Linked DNA regions of Rattus norvegicus: region 2 is linked to region 1. Evidence: chromatin contacts called from public Hi-C data. All regions are on one chromosome and are shown on one strand. Each heading gives the region's core, a stretch centred on a gene start, on an enhancer-like site or on the middle of the called end of the contact. The rest is flanking DNA. Distances are from core to core; before and after follow the strand shown. Region 1 overlaps Pkp1 (plakophilin 1). Region 2 has its middle 23 kb from the start of Pkp1.

Region 1 (7,934 bases), core at 2,819-5,318:
TCAGATGCAACCAAGAGCAGCCTGAAAACTGTGGATGATGGAAATAATTTTTGATTCCTTTTTTTTTCCTTAGGGGAACTGGCAGGCTATAGGGTTGGGGAGGTTGGGTGGGGGGACTTTCTTGAGTTAAAGGGGGCTTACATCTGATGTCAATACTTTCTTCTCTGAGAAACAGTATATATATAATGTGTATAATGTAAGTATGTGTGTGCGGTATACCTGTGTGTGTCCACGCATGTGTTTGTGTGTGTGTGTGTGTGTGTGTGTGTGTGTGTGTGTGTGTGTGCGCCTAAAAGCATAACCAACAAGTGAAACAGGCTGGGTGTGCAGATCCTTTGCAGTTCACAGGCAGCACGGGGGACTCTCGGTGTCTCCCTTTATAGACACATGGGCTGCACCTACATGAAAGTTTTAGCCAGTGGAGCCCCAGACTTCAGAGAGTCTGCAAGCAGCTATTTTGGGAGAAAGGAAGTAAGAATAGCACTGGAAGCCAGAGCTGTGGGGATGACTACTTGTGTTCTCTCGTCTCCTCAAGGGGATGGGGTGGGAACAGGTGGGCACTGGGCACCTGCCTGCTCAGGCTTCTCACAGAACAGGAGAGGAAAACTGGAAATTATTTGCAATGTGCTTCAGACCCCGCTTGCTGAGTGTCAGGTGAGGGAGTGCTTGGGGCAGGGAGAGTGACCCAGAGGCTGACAGAAGGGAATTTGGATGGATGAACCATGAAAAGGAAGTGTCCTGTTAGGGCATCAGCTAGCCCACATCCCAGCCATTAGCTTCTTTCTTCATGAACGCTGGCTGTCCTGTCTGCACTCTGTCTCTGTGAAACAAAATGCCTAGTGGGGTAGAGGTGGCCAACCCCAGGGACCCAGACTTCCCACTGCAGACTGTATTACCAAAGAACTTCTGAGAACCACATGAGTGAGCCTGTCTGTGTGAAGCTCCCTGGACGGATGACTGGGTGGGACAGCGCTCAGCCTTCCCCCTGGAGCTCCTCATGTCTAGGCTAGTGCTTCTCCGCTGGTGTGGTTAGTGCTGAGTGGACAAGAGGGATCAGGGCCACACCTCTCTCGAGGAGGATACAGAATGCTCCCTGGCCCAGCCCTCTTCTTACCCCAGCTGTAAGACCGAAAAACCCCTCTGTGGCTCAGGGTGGCCTAGTAAAAGATCTGTCCATTGAGGGTGGAGGTCAGATACATGAGACATTGTCCCTGAGGGGTGTCCTAAGTCATCTATCCGGTGTACTCTGGCACTTTAAGTCTGCAACATCTTTCCCTGTTTGGCTCATATGGGAATCTGCCTCCTACCTCACCTTTTCTCCAATACCAGTGTGGGATGTTGTCCCAGCACACTCTCCTCGGGTATGCTTCCTGTGATCTCCCTTGACAATCACTGGGATCCAAAACAGTCTATTTCTTAAAACATGCCATTGTCACACTACTCTGTACAGACAGTGTCTGAAGGAAGCACTTAAAGTATAACAATAAATAAAACCTACCATACCCCTGCCCCATATAGTATATGTCCACCCAAGAAAGGATACCCAGGTCCTGGGCTGTAAGGACTATCCACTTACTCAGTAAGTTTGAGAGAATCTTGGAGAGTGCTCAAGTCACCAAGTGAAACTGTTAAAGGCCCTGAACAATGACATTCCCACCCAACACCCCCAGCACAGTCCTCACTTCCTGCAGCCCATGGGCTGTTCTCCTTTCCCTGGGAGGAAGATTTGTTGGGCCCACGCTTTGCTTTGGGGATGAAGCAGGTCTTAGACACCAAGGGATCAGGCCAATTATGGTAACTTCTTCCATGACCTCAAGCTGGCCAGGTAGGCTGGGCCCAACATATGCCTGTCATTCAGGGGCAAAATGAAGAGGACTTATGAGTACATTCCTAGAAGCAGGGAGTAAGGGGCTGGCTGGACTTTATCCCAGACCTGTCTTCATGTTTTAAATCAAATATGTCTCCTACTTCCATGCCTAAAACAGGTCACAATTTAGGACCAAAGGACAGAGGCCCTGTATCTTCCTTGACTTTTGCGCTTGCTGCAGTGTCTGGGACCCTCCGTCCAGCCCTCATTCTCCTTGATCCATCTTGTATGTTTCCTTGTATGATACATCATGTATTTGCTTTGTCAAAATATAGGAAATCAATAAACTGCTTAGTGTTTCTTTGAAGTTTTTCAAGCCTTGTATTATTCGGGATACTGTTCAGGGATGAAGGGCCTTCTCGCCAACATCTCGGCCTACTGACTGTGTATCAGGCAAGGGTTGAAAATGTCACCCAAGAGTGTTCACAGATTCCTGATCCACTGTAGTTCGTGTGAACACCGTGCTCCAAGATTCAGGGTTTGCTGTCCTAATTTTCAAGTAGGCAGGGCTTAGGAGGGAACAGATGTGACTAATGTCACCCAGGTTACAAGTGGGAAAGTCATTGTGAGCACAGCCCCAGCCATCCTGGCTGGAGGAGGGAAAATTTCAAGGGGGAAGACTTAGGAGCTCAGGTTCCCAAAATGCCTGTGCCATGTGGGTTTTATGTCAGCTGCTAGTGATTGTGAACAGAAGGAGGTAGAAGACCCCAGGCATGGTATCGGCTAAGGGCCATCATCATCTGAGAAAATCAGGGGTGCTTGGGTTGAAAGGGAAGATGTTAGGGAAGAGCTTTCCCCATCCCGGAGGAGTCATGACTAACAAGGCCTTCGTTATAGCACCCTGGGGTCTCATGGTGTCCAGTAACGGCCAGGGAGAGGGTGCTGAGGACCAGGAGAGGACTATGGTTCTCTGTGACCCACACTATTAGATGCACTAGGCTGGGGCTTCTGGAAATGCTGTGGGGACCTGTGAACTTGTACTGACTGCAGAAAGCAAGTCAAATGCAAAATTAGCAAGTGTCGTCTTTATATTTTCATTAAAATACAATCGGAGATCAAAATCACACAACTTAAAATGTACACACCTCTGACCGTCTTCAAACCGAACAGCAAGAAATGGTACAGGACCAGCTGGCGAGCCTTCCTCAATCCTCTCCTGCTTCCACCCCACCCCAAGGAGAGCATGGCACCGCCTGGACTTCTAAGATTATATTTCAATTTGGTCATCTTGAACTTCCTATAACGGGTGCCAGTGCTAAGTCCTGTTTCATTCTAGCTTTAGCTCAATAGCACATGGGTAAGATGCGTCCATTCCTGGTGCATGCCCAGGGGTTGCTGTCCCTACACAACCATGCACACTGCAGAACGCACACACTGCCATCGTCTGACAGCTTTATGTGCCCATGTTTGGAAGCAGTTTATAGACTCATTGACTCGCTTTCTCAGAACTATTACATACGATTACTGGGAAACCATAGCAGTGTAGAAATTCAGTGTTATACTAGATGTGGGCACAGAAGTGCCAAATGACTATAAAAGTCCTCATCCAGCTGCCCTTAGCCAAGTGAGTGGCAAATCCTTTGGGGAACAGCCTGGTGAGCATGGGAGGGCTTTTGGGTCCAGGATTGGATAGGGAAGAACAAAAGAGACTGGAAGGGCACAGGACATCTAGACAGTGGGAAGGAAAAAGCTTCAAAGACCCAGAGGCCAAGTGTCACAGAGCCCGTGTCCACACAGGTCCACATGCCTGACCTTGAAGCCAATTCCACTTGTTCCTCTTGCAACTTACCTGGGGTGGGGCCAGAACCCCCCACCCTCAGGTTTCAGCGGGCTGAAGCATCCGTCTCTAAAAGGCAGTGCCTTCTGCTGCCAGCACAGCTGGAAACGTGTGAACAGATATTGGGCAACAGTCTTCCTCTTTGAAGAGCCACACAATGACCCTTTCACTTTCAGAACCTTGGGGCATTGTTTTCTATTTGGATGTGTGCTTCGCCTTAGTAACCCAGGCAGAGCTCGGAGCATCAAATTCCAATCAACAGATAAAAAAAAAAAAACACTGAGAGAAAGTGACCAGCTCAGTCACACAGGAAGTTTACAGAAGTACCAAGCCTGGACCAGACCCAGTGCTCCTGAGTCCCGATATCAGAACACGATAGGGAAGACTGCGGAGGAAGCAGCTGTCCTACACACTATCAAAGCTGTGATGAATCAGGGTTCACAGAGCCCGAGACAGCACAGGATTACACGTCCCATGAGGCGCGGTTGCTGTGCAGACATGCAGGAAAATAAAAGTTCTGATTCACAGACTGGCTATCAGATGCCAGGAACTACAGCATGCATCATCTAGCCCAGAGCTGGCTGGTTTGGTTGGTTAGAATATAGAACTAATGAGCCAAGGGCTTCAAGGCAAAGAATGCTCCATGACCCCAGTATGTCTTCTCCACCCTCACTAGTCATCCTGCAGACACCTGCTGGGTCAGCACGTGTGTATGTCATGGAGTGATAGGTTGACCATCTTGAAGAGGCATGTGGAAGCTGAGGAACCTCCTATGGTGAGGGGGGGGGCAAGGTTAGCAGAGAGCCCATGCCTTATGCTTCTAACATGCTATTGTCTCTGTTAGTCAGACACTAAGAAATTTTGCAGTGGTAAGAGATAGAATGTTTCCACACCAATGCATAAAACTGGATGTAATAGTATATGCCTGCAGTCCCAGCACTTGAGAAACTGAGGCAGGAAGATTGTGAGTTCAAGACCAGTCTGATATATAAACTAAGACCCTGTCTCGAAACAAAACAAAATAAAACAAACAAACAAAAACACACAAAAAAAACTTCAATACTGCTTAATTAGTAAGTAATTTTTAAGTTTTGCTTCTGCTGGGCATAGTGGCACACATCTGGAATCCCAACTTTCCCACTACTAGAAAGACGGAGACTGAAGATTCAAGAGTTCAAGGTCATCCTTGCCTACAAAGTGAGTTAGAGGCTAGCTGTGGCTACAGTGATGGATCCTCTGGGACATATTCTAGCACTCTGGGGCCATTAAACTGCAACCAACAGATGGAGACTTGACCACTTGGTCTGTGGGCATAAGCAGGGGGAGTGCCGATACAGGGACCACAAGCCTCAAGCTTCAGCAAGCCTGAGTAACTGCTTCCATGGGGATTCCTGTCATCCATGCAGCTATGTGCATATGCGAGGTCTGGTCATATTGTTTGGGAGGAGGGAGAGAGAGGGAAAGGGTTAGGGAGAGAGAAGGAGAGAAGAAGAGAGGAGAGAGGAGATCTCTTCATGCTGGCCATCCCTATTGTTTTCCGCCCTGGGATCCAAGGATTGTTACCTGCCAGGGGAACTCTGACAGACTCCTCCAACTCTGTCTGTAACCTTGATATGGATCAGTTCCAAAGGAAAGACCTGGAAGCCGGATAGTGAGCCTAGCATGCACCTCCTCCACTGGCATCTGTGATAACAGCTCCACCCTCCACATCCTGCTGAGTATCCAGCTCTCTCCTTTGTTGGGGCTGAGGAACACTGGAAGCCAGGCAGAGTGAACCAGACAGGACCTGTGTGTGCTGTGTGCTGTGTGCTGTGTGCTGTGTGTGTGTGTGTGCGTGTGTGTGTGTGTGTGCATGGGGGGAGAGGATAACCTCAAAGCGGCCAGGAAACAGGCTATCTACAAAGGGGTTTTCTCAATTTGAAAGAGGCTATGGGGAATTATTTTTGCTGAGAGACGTTTTTGAAGGACAAGAGCCCCTTTCCCAGACATTTCTTGAATCAAGAGAGAAATACGTGAAGCAAATGACTGAGACCCAGGATGCCCATCCTTGTCTCAAACCCAGGTAATCGAGCTCGTGTAGTGAGAATTTTGGCTTCTAAGAAAGAAAGAAACAAACAAACCAACATTGTATGTCCTTGCCTCATGCTCTAGCAGGGGTGTGATTTTTGACAGCTGCAGATAGTTTCAAGTGTGTGATGTTTGGAATTCTCAGAGCGTTTCAGAGGGTAAACGAATACTAGAGCCCAACGGTGGGGAGCTGCTGGCTGGCTGGTTGGTGGCTGGATGCTGTTGGTTACAATTTGTCAAGTACTCATGGGCGAGGAGACAAAAAGAAGAAAATAGATATGCTGGCAGTGAAGATCAAACTTAACCCAAGGAACTCAATGCCCCTAATCAGCAGGAAGTAGTCTAGTGACATTGTTGCTCCCTTTCCTACTCCTGATTTTATTGGTGGTGGGGGGGGGGGTACCTTTCTCTCTTTCCCCTCTATCCATCTTTCTGTCCTACCTCGTGTTAGGGTGGGTGAAAGGGCAAAATAAGGATGGAAGAAAAAAAACCCACAAAGTAGCCAAGAGTCCGGCTACAAGCTCAGACTTGCTATGCATTAATATGACAAACAGGACTCTTCTCGTGTATCCAAGAATACAGGGAACGAACTAGTCCCAGTGCCCCATGTTCTAAAGAGGCCTTAGCATAATTTGGGCCAGACTTTTGTAAACAAAAACATGAGGGCTTTTAAGCCAAGAGATGATGAGAAGAGCAAGGGGAGAGCATGTAGAGGCTCACGGACTGGACACCTGGCTGCCCTGTGCCATTGAGAAGGGAATGAATGAAAACTGAAGTGAAGCAGTAGAAAGAGGCACGGAGCAGCCAAGGCTGCCTGCAGATGGTGCGCTACTCCTGCGGGGTGGAGTGACGCTGAGGAGCATGTAGGAAGGAAGGAAGGTGGCCCCAGCCTGGGCTTATGCTTCTTTAATTTTACCCTTTTCTTCCCCTCCTCCCTCTTAGGTAAAATACAGATACAGTAAAATGCACAAACCCCAAACATCATTCTGTGCACCATTCAAATGCACACACCTGTGCTAGCCAAATTCCCATGTCCGCAACGCCTCCGGAAAAACGCCTTTGCGCATGCTCCAGTGTCGGCTGCCTCCAAAGGAGCAACACTGTTGTGTAGTTCTGATCTTTTCTCTCCCTTGTATTCTCTCCCTCTCAGTGTGTGTGTGTGTGTGTGTGTGTGTGTGTGTGTGTGTGTGTGTGTGTGTGTGTGTGTGTGTGTGTGTGTGTGTGTGTGTGTGTGTAGACAGGTTCTCTCTCACTATGTAGACCAAGTAGCCTTAAACTCACAGAGATCTGCCTGCCTCTGTCTCCTGAGTGCTGGGACCACCACACCCAGTGTTTTCTAGATTTTTAACATTGAAACGTAGGTTATTGATTTCAAGCATTCTAAATATTTAAACTTCTTAGCACTGTTTTGGCTGAATTTTATAACTTTTCAAATATTGTTTACTTCTTTTGTAAGTTTTCTGTTTGTTTCCTTGTGGGTTTTAAAGAAGAATGTTACTTAATTTTAAACATTTGGGAAAATTCTAGATACTTTTTATTTATCCATTATAAGCAAAGAACATATTCTCTATTCTGTATTCCATATAATCTCAAACCAACTAAATTGCCACTTTGTTTCATGTCAGACATATTTTCTCCCTGAGTGAATCACGTACACTGTCTACGCTGTGTATTCACTGAGGGTTCACATACACCTGTTTGTTATGATTTCCCAATGAATACTATCATCGAAAGTCCCTGCTTCTTATGGTATTCTTTAGGGGGTTTCTGTGGTTGGCTGTTTGGTTCACGTGCTTGCTTTTGTTTCATTAGCATATACTCATTATGCAAAAGTGTGGATTTCATTATGACCTCTTTATACATTTATCATACATAACATGTCATGCACTTTATCATATGTATATGTCATGTGCTTTATTCGGTTTCCTTATTACTTATTACTTAGTTTTCCTCTCTTACCCTCTCCCATTGATTCCCTTCCTCTTCTCAGAGAGTCTCCTGTGTATATGTAGTGTCTATATTTGTGTGGTATGTGTAGTATGTGTGTGGTATTTGTGTGATGTGTTTGATGTGTGTGGTGTATGTTGTGTTTGTGTATGTGGTAGGTATGTATGTGTGTGTGGTGTGAGTGGTGTGGTGTGTGTGTGGTATGTGTGTGGTATGTGTGTGGTATGTGTGTATGTGGTGTGTATGTAGTGATTGTGTGGTGTGTGTAGTCTCTGT
Region 2 (7,934 bases), core at 2,208-4,707, 74 kb before region 1:
AAGCAACTTCAATTCTCTGAGATTGGACGTCTTTACCAGTGAAAAGGGATGCAAAATTATCACTTCTTTCAAAGGACTGTAAGAATTACAAAATTACAAAAATAAGTCCCTGAGTCTAGCAGGAGGAGGTGGTGTGTCTGTTGTAACTCTAAGTGGGCAGGAATGTAGCAATGTTGTAGGACCTTTCTCTTCCTTTAAAAAGAAAAAAGTATTTGTTTTATTTTATTTGTATAGCTGTTTTGCCTGCATCCATGCAGGTGTCCCTGTTGTATCCCCTAGAACTAGGGTTACGGATGGCTATGAGCCATTATGTGTGTGCTGGGAGTTGAACCTAAGTCCTCTGCAAGATGGTTCTTAACTACCACCAAGCCATCTCTCTGGCACCCCGGGACCTTTCTTAAATAGGAAAGTAACTTCCTGGTCTGCTGAGTTCAAAGCTGTGGCTTGTAGCCATGGGATAAAAATCTGTCTGAGCTTCAGATGGTTCAGGCCCAAATTTAAAAGTCACAGGGTTAGCCAACCACTTCTTCAACAAATGGCTACTGGTATTCTGGGCTAGAATAAAGCTGCTAAGCCCACTGGCCATCTCTATAGAGAAGAGAGGCTGGAATATATTGTATATGGGTGTTTTTTCTGCATGTATATCTGAGTACCACACTCGTGTCTGGTGCCTGCAGAGGCCAGAAAAGGGTATCAGATTTCCTGGAACTGACATTTCAAACTCTTGTAAGCTACTACTACATGGGTGCTAGGAATCAAGCCCAGGTCCTTTGGAAGAACCAAGTCTACTTACACTGAGCCAGAGGCTATATAGCCCTGGGTTATACTGACAAAGACATTAAGCTTTTATCTGGAGTGTCTAACTTGGTCTCTGACCTCTAGCCTCTACTCCAGCCTCTGGTTTGAGGAGTGTGAGGCCCAGGAGACATCTGGGGCTCAAACAGAAATGAGAGCTATTGCTCCCACAGGAATGGCCCTGCATTGCCTTCCCACTATGCTCTGAGGATGAGTATTCTTGGGTTGAACTAGGGCCTCCCCGAGACCCTCTGTGCTGCCCTACCCATGCAAATGCCAGTGGCGATAGTTCTGACAGACTAGAAGAGACTTAGAGGTCAGGCTCACTTCTAGCCTTGTGGATGTTTGCCCAGCCTCAAAGCCCTCCCCACATCCAAACTGTCCCCTTAATTTATAGATTACCTCAAGCAGTGGGTACACAATACTTACGACCCCATTTGGTTGTTGTGGGAACGCTTTAGCCTATGACCTAGATGGCCCTAACCTCAGGACCCACTGGCCAGTGACCAAGTAGTTTCAGGACAATTGGGTCAATGGTGGTTTGAATAAGCACAGGGGGATTATGGGAAAGCACCTGTGGCACATCTAACTCACATTAAGGAATCAAGAAAGCCTTCCTGAAGGAGGTGACACCTGAGCCTTGGAGGACATGTTGGTCAAGATGAATCTCCCAATCTATGTCCAGATCAATCTTCCTACTGACCGGGTGAGCTAATGTAAGCAAAAGGAAGGAGCCTTAGGCCTGCCCACAATGGTGTTAGAGGACCTCACAGTTCAGAGCGAGGTCACCTTTCTTCTCTATACTAAGGAGAATGTTAACTTTCTTTAAAGAACACTTTGAAGGAGCAGATGGAGCCCTTCCTACCTCTCACCATGCAGAGCACACCCCTCCCTCTGACAGGCAGCCCATGTGAAGGGTTCGCTTCTTTTGGGGCCAGCCTCGGTTTGCTGGAAGAGAGAGGTAACTGACCTTGGAAAATGTACAGCAGGTCCCCATTCTGCCAACCCACCCACTTTGTCCCTTCATCCTAATCCTTAGTCAGTGGCTCTGGTCTCAGAAGACTCCATCATGTTAGGAGGTAAGTCAGGGCCTCCTGTCTCCATGGAAACCCCTTTTTATACCCCTGGACCAAGACCTGAGATCTGAGAGACATTGCCAAATTCCCACCCCAATCTGTGTCTGTTTATTTCTCTGGACTAGACCTACACATGGTTTCTCCCTGCTTGTTCTGCTTCTGAAACTGTGGCTGTGTTGGGACTGGGCTTTGCTCCCCGCAACATTTTATAAGTCTGTCTTCCTAAGTATGTGCCCTCCTGCCCAGAGCTGGCATGGTCTTACCTACTGCCCTGTGGCAGGCACCTTCCCCAGGATGCCTGTGACCTAGGAATCTGGTGGCCACCCAGACCATCTGGAACTGGTCATGAGAACCACCCAGCAGCAGCCTCTTCCCAGCCTGTGTGTGACAAAATCATGCCTTCAAGAGAGGAGAACTACACAGGGCAGGAAAATGGTAAACAGTGCCTGGGGCCAGTACTCAGTGGTAATCAAACAGGGGCAGACTCTCACAGAGCCTAACACAACTATCAGGTTTTAGGTTATTTGTTTGTTGTTAGTTTATGTGCATGCCCCAGGCAGCATCAGGCCCTACTTGGTACAAAAGCCGATGGGTGGCCTCTTGAGAGGAGCACAGACCAAAGTCTTCACCTTGGGGGACAGTTCTAGCCACGAGGCCATAAGACACAGGAAGTAAAGCACGTCCTGGCTAAAGCCTGGAGGGCAGTCTTGAGGCAGTAGGTAAGAGCGCCCTCTGGTGACCAAGAAGGAACTGAAGCTTCTAAGGCGCGAGAAAAGGTTCTGAAGGATTCAAGGCTTCAAGGGAAATAAATGCTGGAACAAGAAGACTGCTTCCCTGACCACTAACCTACAGTCTGTCGGTTCGCTTTAAACACGATCACTTAAGACTCTAGGGCCCCACTCAGTCCTCGGTGGGTATTGATGGTGGGGCAGCTGTTGGTCCCTGGCCCTGGCAAGTCTACATTTAGGCATGCTCTCAGGACAATCATGGAAACAGGGTAGTCGAACTCCCTCAGAGAGCAAATAAGGCCCAGAGAGGGGTCCTTGCCTGGAGTCCCACAGTGAGTAAGTAGCAGAACACACCTCCCTTTTCCAAGCTATGCTATATCTGCGGCTATGCATTCCACGGGCATCTCTAGCTCAGGGCTCCCTGGACGTCTTGGTTAATCCTGGCTCCATTGGGGCTGGTCTCATTGTTTTGGGAAAGTTAGTTAACTTTAGTTGTTGAGCCCATTCCTAGTCGAATCTTCCTAGAGTTTCTGTGAGTATCAAGGCTGCCTTCCTGTCAAGGTACTACTGTTACTTCTAAATCTCGTATGCCACGCCCACCCACCCCCATTCCTCATCCCGGGGCGCGCGGGCTTAGGGCAGTGTGGCCCTGCTCTCTGCTATCACGGAGGAGCTTCTGGAGCTGATGTAAAGTTGCCAAACCAGGCCGCAGTTATCACGAGGCCCGAGCAACAGAGGAAGGGTGCGGTGGGGCAAAGCTGGAGGAGGCCGGGGTCTTGGGTTTCCTAGGACAATGTCGTGTATCACGGGCTGTTCCAGGTGTGCCACCAGGGGGTGCTGTCGGCCTTAGAGTTGAAATAGAGAGGTTCTTGATTTCTAAGGTGACAGATAGAGGGGAAAGATGTGGAAACAGCCTGAAGATAGGGGAGCAATGTGGAGGTAAGGTTGGAGTTGTGGGTGCCCACAGATCGCTGTTTGTTCTCTATAAGCCTCTCTGGGGAGAATTGCATGCAGTTCCCACGGGGCTTGTTTCTGGTCCGGAAAGAGATGTCTCCTTTCTCAGCTCCTGCCCATTTGCCTTCTGTAGTCCTCTGTCTGAGTAGCCCCTCATTCTGGGGTCTTCTGGAGGTTGGAGCTTGGTTCTGAGTGTCTACCGGAAGGGACTGAATACGGGACAGAAGACAAGCTCTGAGACAGCCTGGCACCATCTCCTTTTCCTGCTCGCCACCCCACCCCCATACATTTGCATAGTTCTCCATAGTCTCCCCTGAAATCCCTCCTTTCTGCTTCTTTCCCTAGGGGATCCCAAGCAGATTTTAGACTTCCTTCTCTACTTCTGCTGGACACAGTGTGGAGAAGACAGTAGACCAGAGGCACATTCTACACATCATCTCCTCATCTCTTCTATTCAAGGTCCAGAGCTGCTGGGGGTTGGGGTGGGGGGATTTCTGAGGGTCAGGGAGGGTCCCTCTTGGGGACCAATAAGAGTGGAATTCCCTCAGAACCTCAGTTCAGTTGACCTAGATGAGACTGTGGAGTCCAATCAAGGGACAAGACGACACTAGAAAAGAAAGTGAGAAGGAAGCCAGGCCTAACCAGGGGCTCTGGCTAGAAGCTGGCATGGGACTCCCAGAAAAGACATTCTCCCTGGAAGATGGAGTCGGGTTAGTCCATCCCTCCTTGCCCGTCTCAGCCTGGGGAATCTGGTGGGGCTGGCCAGGAGAACGGAGAGACACCTCAGGGTGCGGCCTCCGCTGCCAGCAGCTCTGTCATACTCAAAGGACGTGATGTCCTGGGTGAGGTGCCTGAGATGTGGGGCACAGGCTGGGTGCAGGCTGGTGAGGGAGGGGCCGAAGGGAGAGGCTGGGAGAGCTGTGCCCCAGCGGTCCTTGTGGAGCAGCTGAGCTGGGAGCTGCAGGCTCACAGCAGGGGGTTAGGCCAATGCCAGCTCAGGGCAGCCCCTTTGGCTGGCTCTACTATCTCCTGTCTTCCCTTGCCCTTCCTAGTCCCATAGGCCACTAATCAGAGCTACATCCAACCATCCTGTATGCTACCCCTGGCAGTTCTCAATGGATAACTCCCTCTCTGTGGACCTTCCCCCAACCCAGGACACTCAGGCCCTGTTCCCTCACCTCCTGCTTCCAGTTCCAGGAACTAACAGTCAGGGCCTGTCTACCTCCAGTTTTCAGCTCTCACAGGCAGTCATGGTTTATGCTGTAGGGTGTGGAGACCCATCACCAAGATATATTACAGCACCGAGAATCAACTCAAGCTCTGGCTGCAGAGCAGACCCTGATCCTCGGAGCAATCAGGTGCCCTCCACACCAGTGTCCCGTGCCATCTCTGATGCCAGTGTCGCCTGGTGCAGCCCAGCCACAGTCCCCGAAATCAGAGTCCAGTGTGTTGACCTGGGAACTGTGGGACAGTGACAGAGGCGGGATGCCACAGAGAAAAGGGTGGCATGTGAGCGCACAAAGATGGCTCCTGGAGGTCCAGTCTAGTCTCTCTCCATTTAGTATTGTGCTGTCCCTGTTGCCAGAAAAGGAAAGGTCCCCAGCTTTGCTGAGCTGACACCTTTCAGATTCCCACTGGAAACTGTGCTCTGCTGTTAGTAACCAAGGCTCTGGTCCCCATCGCTCACCTTAGCAGCATTGCAGATCCTGCCCAATTCACCGAGCAATCCAGGAGCTGGGAATCCCTCTGAGTCCTTCTGGACCTTCCCTGGTGGGTCTCACCATGGAAGTGGGTAGTGTTGGCCTCCGTCTAGGAGCTGGGGACCTCATGAGCTCCTTCATTTCTTTTATAGTGGGCTGTATTATGTAGGTCAGTGTAACATGTAGGCTGTATCATGATGGCCTCCTTCCAGGAACTGGGAAGGCTGAGCTCCACGCTGTTGCAGGACAACACATAAAGGGGCAGACGGCAGGGCCACCTATGCCTCGTCACAGCAGTTATGAGAGGTAAGGGAGGGCAGAAGATGGGCTTGGCTCGGGAAGGACAGAGTAGGGGCGATCTCACCCGTTCCAGATAACACAGGTGTGGTGTGGTTTGTTTTCTATTGGCTGTATCTAGTAGACCTACCTGAAACCTGGCATCCCCCAGGGAGGTGTCACCCAGGAGGCCTTATAGGACACAGCCAGGAAGGACTACTCCTTGCTCAGAAGGAGGCCAGGCCAGGGTCTTACAGGACCTGGACTCCCAGGAAAAATGTACCAGGTGTGTGGTATGTATGCTATTGGCCTCCCCTCTGCTGGCCTGAGGAGGGTCCACAGTAGGGGCTGGAATGTATTCCCAAGTATGAGTGGTTGTTTCTCTGGCAGTAGCACCCACACTACCCCCCCTACACACAGACACACACACTACCCCCTAAACACACACACACGTGCACACACACACACACACACACACACACACACACACACACTGCATGCGTCAAGGGAGCTGTTGGTGCTTGCACTAGGCTTCCCAAGCGATGAGACACGGCTCCCAGCCTGCCTCCCCAAGCCGCTGGTGGCTTACACCCTGTCATCTGGGATGGCTACAGCTCCGTTTGTGCTCCCAGATCCCCTCTCTGCAACTGGCCCTTGACTGCTTCCAACTTTCCCTGTGAGCAATGGATCCAGGACCTCTGTAGAAGGGCGGGGGTGCGGTGCTGGGTGCTGGGAGATGAACCTGCAGGCAGAGGAATTCTCTCTCCGTCTCCCTGAGAAGGCGAGAATTCGGACAAAAAGCGACAGGGGACAAGCGTATGATTGGACGGGGCCAGCTAGGAGACAGTGATTTGAGAAGATTCTGATGAAAATGTGAACCTGCAGAAGGGTGTGACTTGGCTTCTGGACAGGACTTCCATCTTGTCCCTTCCAGGGCTCCCAGCTGGGGCAGGGAGCCACACCCATCTCTCCTTGCTGCTGCTAGCTTCTCTCCTCAGGCTTTCGTAAAGGAAGTATGTATGTGCCTGGTGGCCCCAATCATAACTTTCCTCCTTCTGAGTCTGCCTCCTTCCAACAAAGTTGTAGAGCCACTGAGAAACTTTCTTCCTACATCAGAGTGCACAGGCTGGTGAGATATGGCAAACTTACAAAAAAACAAAACAAGGCAGGTTCCCACTACATCCCTCTCAGGTATAGTGACTTGTAGCCAGGGCCTGTGTGGGAACCACCTCTGTGTCCTTCCAATATCTGGTATAGGGGATCAGTATGTGGGAAGGCTTTTCTCAGCTGACTTGCCTTCCTTGTACACAGGGCACCTCCTCCTCTCCCCTCCCACCCAGTCACACTCTGAGAAGGGGACACTCTGGGTGCCCAGGCTTGGTGCCACTCCACTGAGCTCTGGGGCATAGGCTGGGGCACTCCCATGGCTTCCATGCTCCTTTCTGGGTTCCCATGGTGTACTGCCTCCCTCGTCTGTGCACCCTGCTGAGTGTACAGAATCCAGGAAGGTAAGGAGCTGAGTGTTCTGTCTGAGCTGGACGCTGACAGCCAAGGCTGGAGTCTGAGCTCAGCCTGGGGAGTGGGGAAGCTCTGACACTCGAGTGTGAGCAGTCCTCTATTCACAGGCTTCTAGTCAGCAGCTAACCTCAGCTAACCTCATCACTGGGCTCTGAATCTCGGTCTCACCGAGATTTGGAGCAAGACATTCATTTCTCCAGTCAGAGGATAAGGAGGTTTAAAAAAATGGCTCTGATATATATGAATAAATGTATGAATATATATATAAATACATAGAGAGGAACAAGTCTTTTGTTACTTAAAAAAACCTTCATGTTTATTTTGCTTCTTTTTTTTTTTTAGAATTTTTTTAAATTTATTTTACGCATATGAGTACACTGTAGCTGTCTTCAGACACACCAGAAGAGGGCATCGGATCTCATTACAGATGGTTGTGAGCCACCATGTGGTTGCTGGGATTTGAACTCAGGACCTTTGGAAGAGCAGTCAGTGCTCTTAACCGCTGAGCCATCTCTCCAGCCCCTTATTTTGCTTCTTGATTCTATGCTTGCACCCTTGATAATTTCACATAGTTTTTGATTCTCTGTAATGAAATCTCATCAGGACTTTATGTCTCTGCAAGACTCCCACATGCACCCCAACCTTCTTCGTTTAAAGGTAAACAATTCTCCTGCCATGGGTTATGGGAAGCCTGGATGTGGTAGAGGCTGCACTGTTGGGAAGTCAACGACCATATGTCAAATGCTACACCCTCTGACCCTAAACACTGTCCCCACAAAAAGAAAAAGAGGTGGCGACCACCTTCTGCTTTTTTCCCTTTACAAATAATATTCCTACCTCAGAAAGTTGATAAAAGTAGACCCACTCAGGTGGACTTGGGCTTGAGA

What was found. A called contact is a pair of places that touch in the nucleus more often than the background predicts.
Region 2: a Hi-C map of the A7r5 cell line shows a contact between it and region 1, with 7 times the contacts expected there. The contact joins two enhancer-like sites. A contact is called at or near these places in 12 of 12 Hi-C or Micro-C datasets (the A7r5 cell line, the Rat2 cell line, Schwann cells and 7 more) and 1 of 1 datasets of contacts at active chromatin or transcription factors (oligodendrocytes).

The regions. Positions count from the first base shown.
Region 1 is chr13:49,855,580-49,863,513 of GRCr8, reverse strand. Pkp1 (plakophilin 1) reads left to right here. Exons shown (of 14, transcript NM_001394216.1): 14 at 1-2,174. Among named protein-coding and RNA genes, the nearest start is that of Tnnt2, 40 kb to the right of the region's middle. Within about 2 kb of position 4,068, at least 45 of the 93 cell types and tissues checked have an H3K27ac peak or open chromatin away from gene starts, as enhancers often do. A contact at or near this core is called in the A7r5 cell line, where this site is marked.
Region 2 is chr13:49,928,579-49,936,512 of GRCr8, reverse strand. No RefSeq gene overlaps it. Among named protein-coding and RNA genes, the nearest start is that of Pkp1, 23 kb to the right of the region's middle. Within about 2 kb of position 3,457, at least 5 of the 93 cell types and tissues checked have an H3K27ac peak or open chromatin away from gene starts, as enhancers often do. A contact at or near this core is called in the A7r5 cell line, where this site is marked.